2 separate regions of the Mus musculus genome follow, and region 2 is linked to region 1. The links are chromatin contacts, called in public Hi-C maps. All regions are on one chromosome and are shown on one strand. The core of a region is the stretch at or near the end of the contact, and the rest is flanking DNA. Distances in the headings are between cores, read along the strand shown. Region 1 has its middle 38 kb from the start of Tmem28. Region 2 overlaps Eda (ectodysplasin-A).

Region 1 (3,959 bases), core at 964-3,463:
TTGTATTGACCAATTTACTCCTGGGCACAGGGCCTGCCCTGAGTGTGGTTGAAATTCCCAGTGAAAACTGATTTCCCCTTTTCCAGCAGGTATCAAGTTCAAATAGCTTCTTGGTTAGTGGTTGAGCCTTTGTCCAAGCTCTTAGAACACTGCCTGACACATAGTAAGTACTCAGAGCGTATGCACTTTCTATTATTTTTCTGTACATGCTGGGGAGAGTTCATTTAAAGCCAAATTCCTGGCTTATTCATTAATAGGTGGCAGTGCTGGCAGCTAGAATTGAGTCAGCTCTAGAAGTCAGGCCCACTGTCACACCTTCCCCTTTGGTCCCTTGTTGAAACTAGGTGTCAGTTGCCATCTGTCATCAGCCATGAAGCTGGCTTCCTGGATTTTCATTATCTGCCTGGCTTCTAAAAGTAGTCTGCCATCTCTGGCCACTGCTTCAAGTGGTTCAAGGAACAACAATAACAAAATAAAGAAAGAAGGAAAGAAGGAAAGGAAGGAAGGAAGGAAGGAAGGAAGGAAGGAAGGAAGGAAGGAAGGAAGGTGCGTGCCACCAATCAGGAATTGTTAGTTGGTGAGTGTATCTCAAGAGTCCCTACCAGGCCATCTGAGCTTTTGGCTCCATTTTCCACCATGTCCAAGGAAACCATTTAGCTCCAGCAGACCAAAGTTCTGGGTAAGCCCCAAAACTGGTAAAGGAGGCCATAGCCTTCCAGAGCACTCTGCCCTGACAGCTCACAGTTACTTTAAACGGTAACACACCTACTCTAATAAGATGTGCTTGAGTGTTTCCACCTCTGTCGGATGATGTGTACATAATAATAGGGGTGGTAAGATCCTGAATCATATATATTACTGGAACTTAGATTTCATCAAAAGAAGATAGGTTCAATAAGTTTTGATGCATATATACAATGGCTTATTATACAGCCACTTTAAAGAATATGAATGACAGTATATCAAGACACTTTTGCATTTCTAAAGGAAATGAATAAAAAAAACATAAGCCTGCACCATGTGTTTTTTTTTAAACTATATTCCTTCATATTCCTGCTGGATTCTGCACCTTTAACCTAACAAAAATGTTCCTCATTTTTCTAATTCTATTAAGTCCTTTTTAATATTCTCCTAAGAAGACCTGGAATTATCTCCCATTCAAGGAAGGCCCTGCAGGAAACAAGCAAGAACCTGTACTATCCATAGCTTTGCTTGGTAACACCATTTACACAGTCAGTACCTTATGGCTAAGTGTGGTGTTTAAACCAGGCCCACTCTTGAACTTCTTGTCCAGGTAACTTCTTTTTTTGGATTAGGATGGTTTTACTCAAACTCTAAAAGTTTGTAGTGTGGGCCACCCCTTGGCACCCAATTGTGAAACTTCTGGAAACTGTGGCCAAAGAGAAAAGGGGTACACACTGTTTGTTGAGAGACCAGGACGCTGTGAGTCCTCCCATACAGGAAAACCATCTAGAGCCATCTGGGTGGGAACCCTGAAACAGCCATATGGCATGCCTCTGGCAGTTGTCTTTTGCCAAATCAGAGGTCCACAGTTCAATTGGACGCAGTTGAGCCATGCCCCAAGGCAGGCATAAATGATCCCAAGGCACTGTGAACACATGGGAAAGAAGACAGAATCTACCCTTTCAGGACCCACAGAATTCATTCGGAAAGCATCAGAGTTCTGAGGTGCCCTTGGATTTTAGGTAGCAAGAGACTCACAACATTTGGTTTCAAGCTACTGAGTTGATATAAATACCCCCATAGTTCTGTTGACATAAATTTGAACTTAACTGGCACCCTTCTATTAACCAAGTATTGTTTTTCTCTCATTTACAGAGTAGGATTCTATGTAAGATGTCATTAAAAGAGAGTTCAAGTCTTCAAAAGGTCTCCCTTTTTGACAGAGGAGGAATCCAACTCATAGGAAAGGAAAGGACTTTTCCCAAATCACATAGCCTGTCAAGACTAAAACAGTCCTCCTCTTCCTCCTCCTCCTCCTCCTCCTCCTCCTCCTCCTCCTCTCAATATCACATAACTCCTTAACCATCATTTTTCTACATCATGCATCCTTCTTATGGAGCCTGAGCATTTACTAGGCCCCAATCTAGGTTTCTTTCTGTCAAGGCACCATCCTGCTGCCAGCTCCACTCTCCAGGGCTTCCTGGGATTCCCTCAAGCCAGGACTTGGGCCAGGAAAGCCAAAATTTACTACTTGCTCAACATGCCTTGGCTCCTAGCACCTGGGTCTGCGCTCCAAGCCTCTTGGCCACACTTCCTGGGGGCTCACATCCCTCGCCTTGTTCCTGCTCGTCCACCCTCCTCGCTCCCAGGTGTTGGCTCGGTTAACACTCCCTAGCTGGCAGACATCCTTGCAGGCCCTCCCCCTTCACCCGCTCTCCTGAAACCACTGGGTCTGCCTGAGACCTCCTGCCTTTTATCTTGCCCCAGAAGCCGAGCCCTCCGGTCCCTTAATTGTTCAGGTTGCTCTTTTCTGAACTCACTCCAATTGAGCTCCATAAATTGTACATAATTGGACTGTCTCACTCAGATTACGAGCCCCTGGGGCAGTGTCTTCTTGGTCTGGTACAACCCTGCCCACAAAGGGAGGAGGCAAGGGAGGGACTCAGGAGAAGGCCATCCCAGCAGACACCCTCCCACCCCACACACACCCCAGAAAGAAGGCAGGGTCACAAGACTTGATTTCTCAGCACCAACATTTGCAATTTGGATCCCTGCTGCTTGCCTTATCCTTATTGGTCAGAAGCTGTGTGACTGGCCAGCCCTTTTCCACTGACCACATTGGCAGCAATAGGCTACAACATAGAGTGGATTTTCAAACACCGTCAAGGGGTTTGGATGAAAGAACCTCCTTTGGGGACATCAGAATGAGTCACTAGCAAATAGCTAGTAGGTAGTGGGAGAAAATTCAGAATACAAAGCATCCTGAGAAATTTCCACATATTATCCTTTTCTTAAAACAAAAACAAAATAGAAATGACAGCAAAAACTGGCACTTCTTATCTTGGGCACAGCCAGGAAGGTTGACCCAACTACGTCCTAGGCAGCCAAGGAGATGTAAATGGTTGGTGCACCAAGAAATGGTTAAAGCAAGGAGTAAGGGGCTGAAACAGAACCACTACAGACTCACGACACCCTATATGCTCACCATGTCATGATTTCCTACCACTTTGGCAGTCTCATGATCAGAGCACTCCCTAGAGCAACATTTTGGCCATTCTCCTCCAATATGAGAGGCGTTTTTACCCCACCTCTATCCAGGTTATGCTGATACAGGCATATATTCATATATAAGCTCAAGAGAGACTATGTTTTTAGGAAATGGGAGAAGTGTGTGCACGCACACACACACACACACACCACCCATGCATGCTCATTCTCAGTTATCAGAAGATGAAGCTGACAGAGATTGAAGAGTCAACAAAGGGAAATACATGATGACATATTCCACAACATGGGAAGAATAATTAGCCTTGTACAGGAAAAGAGTAAAAGGAAAAAGGAAATACAGTTGAAGAAGGAAACAAGCTTGCATTTATGGAAAGGCAGTTCTTAAACCATGGCTGGTACCTACAAAAGTGCAAAGGTTTAAAATAGTGGCCAAGGAATATGAAAGACAGATAAAGAGAGAGAGAGAGAGAGAGAGAGAGAGAGAGAGAGAGAGAGAGAGAGAGAGAGAGAGAGAGAAAGAGTGAGACAGAGAGAGTGGGGGGAATAAAACTCACAGGGTAAACTATGTTTATAAACTAAAATTAAAAACCACATATTTATAGCCGCACTCATATAAGTGGTACACAGCTTTCTTCAGACATTCTGGCCAAAGATCAGAAAGGTTGGCGGCCATCTTGATTCAAGGTTTGGGATTTTTAAGGTTAAAAACAAACAGGTAAGAAGGCTTTAGTGATAAGGTTAGTGATGAGAATAATCAACCCTGGGAG
Region 2 (3,959 bases), core at 886-3,385, 130 kb after region 1:
CACTATGCCTTAGATACTCTGGTTTAGTTTTATTCTCATATATATCTTGCCTCTTAGATACAGTCTACAGTGCATTCATGTGTTAAAACATTATACAGTGTGCTAATAATATGTATATGTTTTATGTTTTAATCTATCAATTTAAAAAGTTTAAAAAGCCATGAGTCAAATTAAATAAAAAAGTGAATGTTGGTATATGCAACACACCATACCCCTGAATTTACTTTTAAATAACCTTAGTTTAAAATGCTAGAACAACACTTTTAGAAGAAAACAGAAAAAAATTATGACCTTCATATTGAGCAAATATTTCTTAGACATGGAACCAAAAACATAGTCAAACAACAACACACAGAAGTGAATTGTATTTGGAAAAATGTTTTTCTAAAGAAGCCTTTGAAAATATGAAAAGAAACATGAGAGTAGGGGAAAATGTTTCCAAAATAGGCCTCTTGAAATGTGATGAATAAGAAGACAAAGTAGAGAAAAGATGCATACATTTTTATCAAAGACGATGCACAAATGTCCAAAATACACAAAAATATGCTCAACACTGTTACCATAGAAATGCATCATTTTATACCTATTAGAATGGCCATAATGAAAAAGGTAATAAACAATGGAGGTATAGAGAATGGGAACACTAATATATTGCTGGTGGGCATGTTAAATGATATAGTAGTCTTGAAAAATGGTTTTCCACTCCTTTAATAAGTTAATATAGAATTACTTATTGCATAATGACCCAATTCTACTTGTATGCTTGTGCCCAAAAGAATTGAAAACGTCTGTTCACACAAAAACCTCTACAGGAATGCTCAAAGTAAGTGGTATTCATAATTTTCATTTCAAACCAAATGTCTGATGAATAAAGAAATGTGGCAAAAATTCTAATAGAATGTATTTCAGCCATAAAGAGGAATGAAGTTTGAATATGTTACAACATGGTAGGATTTCAAAAATATGGTAAGTGAAAAGAGCCAGTCACAAAGGCCCACATCATATTGCATAATTCTATTTGTATGAAATATCCAGAATAAACAAATATGTGGAGAAAAACTGAGATTAGTGAGTATCTGTGGTGAGTAGTAGGACTGAAGATCCACTAACTATGGACATGAGGGCACTTATTGTGGGAAAGAAAAGATTTCAAAACTGATTTTTACTATGACTAGGGTAGGAGTAGTGGTGCTTTAAAGAAAATGAAGCAAGAGATATCATGAAATTACACAGTTCAATACAATTCCTACAAAAATAAGTGAATTCTATGGTGCGTGAATTATATCTTGATGCATTTGTTATTCTTTAAAAAAATCATAAAGTAAATGTGTAAGAGATGTTAGTTGTTTCAGAGTGATATTTATCTTCATATGAAGGGAATCTTCAAGCCTGTTCATTGCAAATGCTTAAAACTTTTTCCATAATAGGTGACTTCAGGATTCTAACCCAGAATTAAACTCAACCAGAAGCATCAGGGATGTCAGGCCATTCATTTTTAATTGGAAGGACTGTACTGGCCATTTTGTTGTGCACTTCAGAGTAAGAATCTTTAATTTGTGGGACTATAAATGAGTTAGTGTAGATAGATGCTAGCATGCACAAATAGCCATCTGTGGTTTGAATATCTCCCTCTAAGACCCACGTTGAAATTTAATTAGCATTGCAAGAGTATTAAGTAGTGGGACCTTTAAGTGGTGATTAGTCAATGAGGCCCCATGAATAAATGCTATTATAGAAATGCATCAGCAGTCATGGGAGTAGACCCCCAATTAATATCCATCTGTGTTATATTCTCAATCAATCATCTATCTTCCAGTATCATTTCAGCCTTCAGAATTGTGAGAAACAAAACAAAGTTCTTTCTTTTCTCTGTTTGTTTGTTTCTTTGAAACAGGGTTGCGTGCAGCCCAGGTCGGCCTCAAACTTGTTTGGTAGCTGAGGAGAAAGTGTTGACTACTATCCAAGCTATCGCTTCTATTCTTACATGCTAGGGTTATAGGCATGTACCACCATGCCTGGCTTAATACATTTATTTACTTTATGAATTACCCAATTTCTGGTATTCTGTTACAGCAGCACAAAACAGACTGAGATAAGGCCTAGCTAATTACTTACACTACAGTGGGCAGTAATTAATTCTGGCTCACAATTGTTATCTCTTGTTTCCTCTTCTGCCCTGTCCATTACTCACTCCCTTTGCCTCTATGCCTCTATGACTTTTATTCTTACTTTTTCTGATAGAGATAGGGGAAATATTCTCAGATTCTGCTTAGACTCTTTTTTTTTAGACTTCTAGGTTTAATATATATCATTCAGATGAATGTGAATGCCATTTTAACCAGTGTAAAGTGTTGGAGAACTTTTTAAAAACCTACCTGTGTGTGGCCACAGCTTATCCCACATCTTCAGACTCTTTGGAGTGTATCTATGGCTTCTTCGATAATACTGATGCTCATCTCCATTTGGGAATCACTGCTCTAAAGGGAGAAAATAAAAACGAGAGTGTGAGTGACATAAGCGTTGATCGCCTTCCTAGCTTCAGTTCCTTTATTGTTGGCTATTACACTTTTGCCACTTTTGTTACTAGTCCTACCTTTGATGATCACTGATGCAAGAGTTTGTGTGGTAGTGAATGCTTAATGAGCACACCATTTAGAAAATTAGCTAATGATTGTGTGTCTTTTGGGAAGAGAGGAATTAGACTTCAGTTGTCATCTCCGCAGCCAGATGCTAGGGCTATGTGCTTGCAATAACTGAGGGAAAGAGTAGTTCCCTGTCCTTTGTGGCTTCCTAGGGATTTTCCTACTGGTAGCCGCTGAAACCACTTTAAAATAATAGGCCGCTGAGTAATTTTCCCCATGTATATCCACTTGTCAATGGGCCTGCACTTCAGAGATGAAGAGTAATTTTTATTGGAGTGATAGTGTATAATATAGTTTGAAAGCAGACAGCCACAAAGAAATTGATTTTCAAAAGGAGATTACTGCTCAATTTTATTTTGTGGTTTACAGATCTTTAGTCTTTCAACCTGCCACGCCATTGACCTGCAAGGACAATCAAAGTTTAAACAGCAGTGTGTGCCTAGAAGCATTGGATGGTTCTAGAGCACTTTTAAAAATATTTATTTATAATTATTGTTGGGGTGGTGGGCTGCCATAATGCCATGCATATGTGTAGACCAGAAGAGTATCCCATAAAGTCAGTTCTTTTCCTGTTATCTTGCTCCTGGGGATCAAACTCGGGTAATCAGGTCTTCTTGCCTAGCTCTTTAGCCAGCTGAGCCAGCTCGCTGGCCCTAAAGTCCTTTTAATGTATAAGCTAAGTTATTAAGGTGGTGAAACAGAGGGCTTTTTCTGGAAGGAATGTTACATCTTTATTCAGACTCATGGAAAGGAGAGTGGCAGATTTCAGGTGGGCGTTTCCTCAATTTTTCGGTGAGTTACTATCAAGGATAAAAGGCAATGCTTGTGACAGTTCTAGTTCTCAAAACTGATTTAGCTAGCAGAGTCAACCAAGAAGTATAAACTTCCTTTGTTCTTAATGACATCAGACAACCCTGTTAGGTGCCATTAGTTTCTGCATGGATTTCCAGCTGCCACCTCAAATTTAGTTAGCTAAATTGAATTCATCTTCACTCTTCCCTTCCCCTACCACACACACTACATTTTAGAAAATTAAACTGTGGTTTCATTCTTTCAATAACCGAGGCATAAAATCTCAGATGCATTTTAACCTCTCCTCTTCCCTATTCTACTCAGACTTAGCATTCCAGTTGCTAAATCAATTCATCTTTTCTGGTGTTGATTTACATTGTTTGTGTCACATGCATCTAGTTGCTCTGTTAGAATTCTGATTGTATTTGGTTTAGCTGGTCTTCAAGTTGCCTCGTCCACATCTGTGATCCTTCCTCAGCTTATTTCCTGTAGTATTAATTATGAACCAGGGAGTTGTTTTGTTCT

Evidence for each region. A called contact is a pair of places that touch in the nucleus more often than the background predicts.
Region 2: a contact with region 1 is called in a Hi-C map of the N1E-115 cell line, with 8 times the contacts expected there. The contact joins two enhancer-like sites. A contact is called at or near these places in 5 of 484 Hi-C or Micro-C datasets (LSK cells, the N1E-115 cell line, embryonic stem cells and 1 more).

What each region holds. Positions count from the first base shown.
Region 1 is chrX:99,856,663-99,860,621 of GRCm38.p6, forward strand. No RefSeq gene overlaps it. Among named protein-coding and RNA genes, the nearest start is that of Tmem28, 38 kb to the left of the region's middle. Within about 2 kb of position 2,214, at least 6 of the 459 cell types and tissues checked have an H3K27ac peak or open chromatin away from gene starts, as enhancers often do. A contact at or near this core is called in the N1E-115 cell line, where this site is marked.
Region 2 is chrX:99,991,511-99,995,469 of GRCm38.p6, forward strand. The region is part of intron 1 of Eda (ectodysplasin-A); the gene reads left to right. Among named protein-coding and RNA genes, the nearest start is that of Eda, 18 kb to the left of the region's middle. Within about 2 kb of position 2,136, at least 3 of the 459 cell types and tissues checked have an H3K27ac peak or open chromatin away from gene starts, as enhancers often do. A contact at or near this core is called in the N1E-115 cell line, where this site is marked.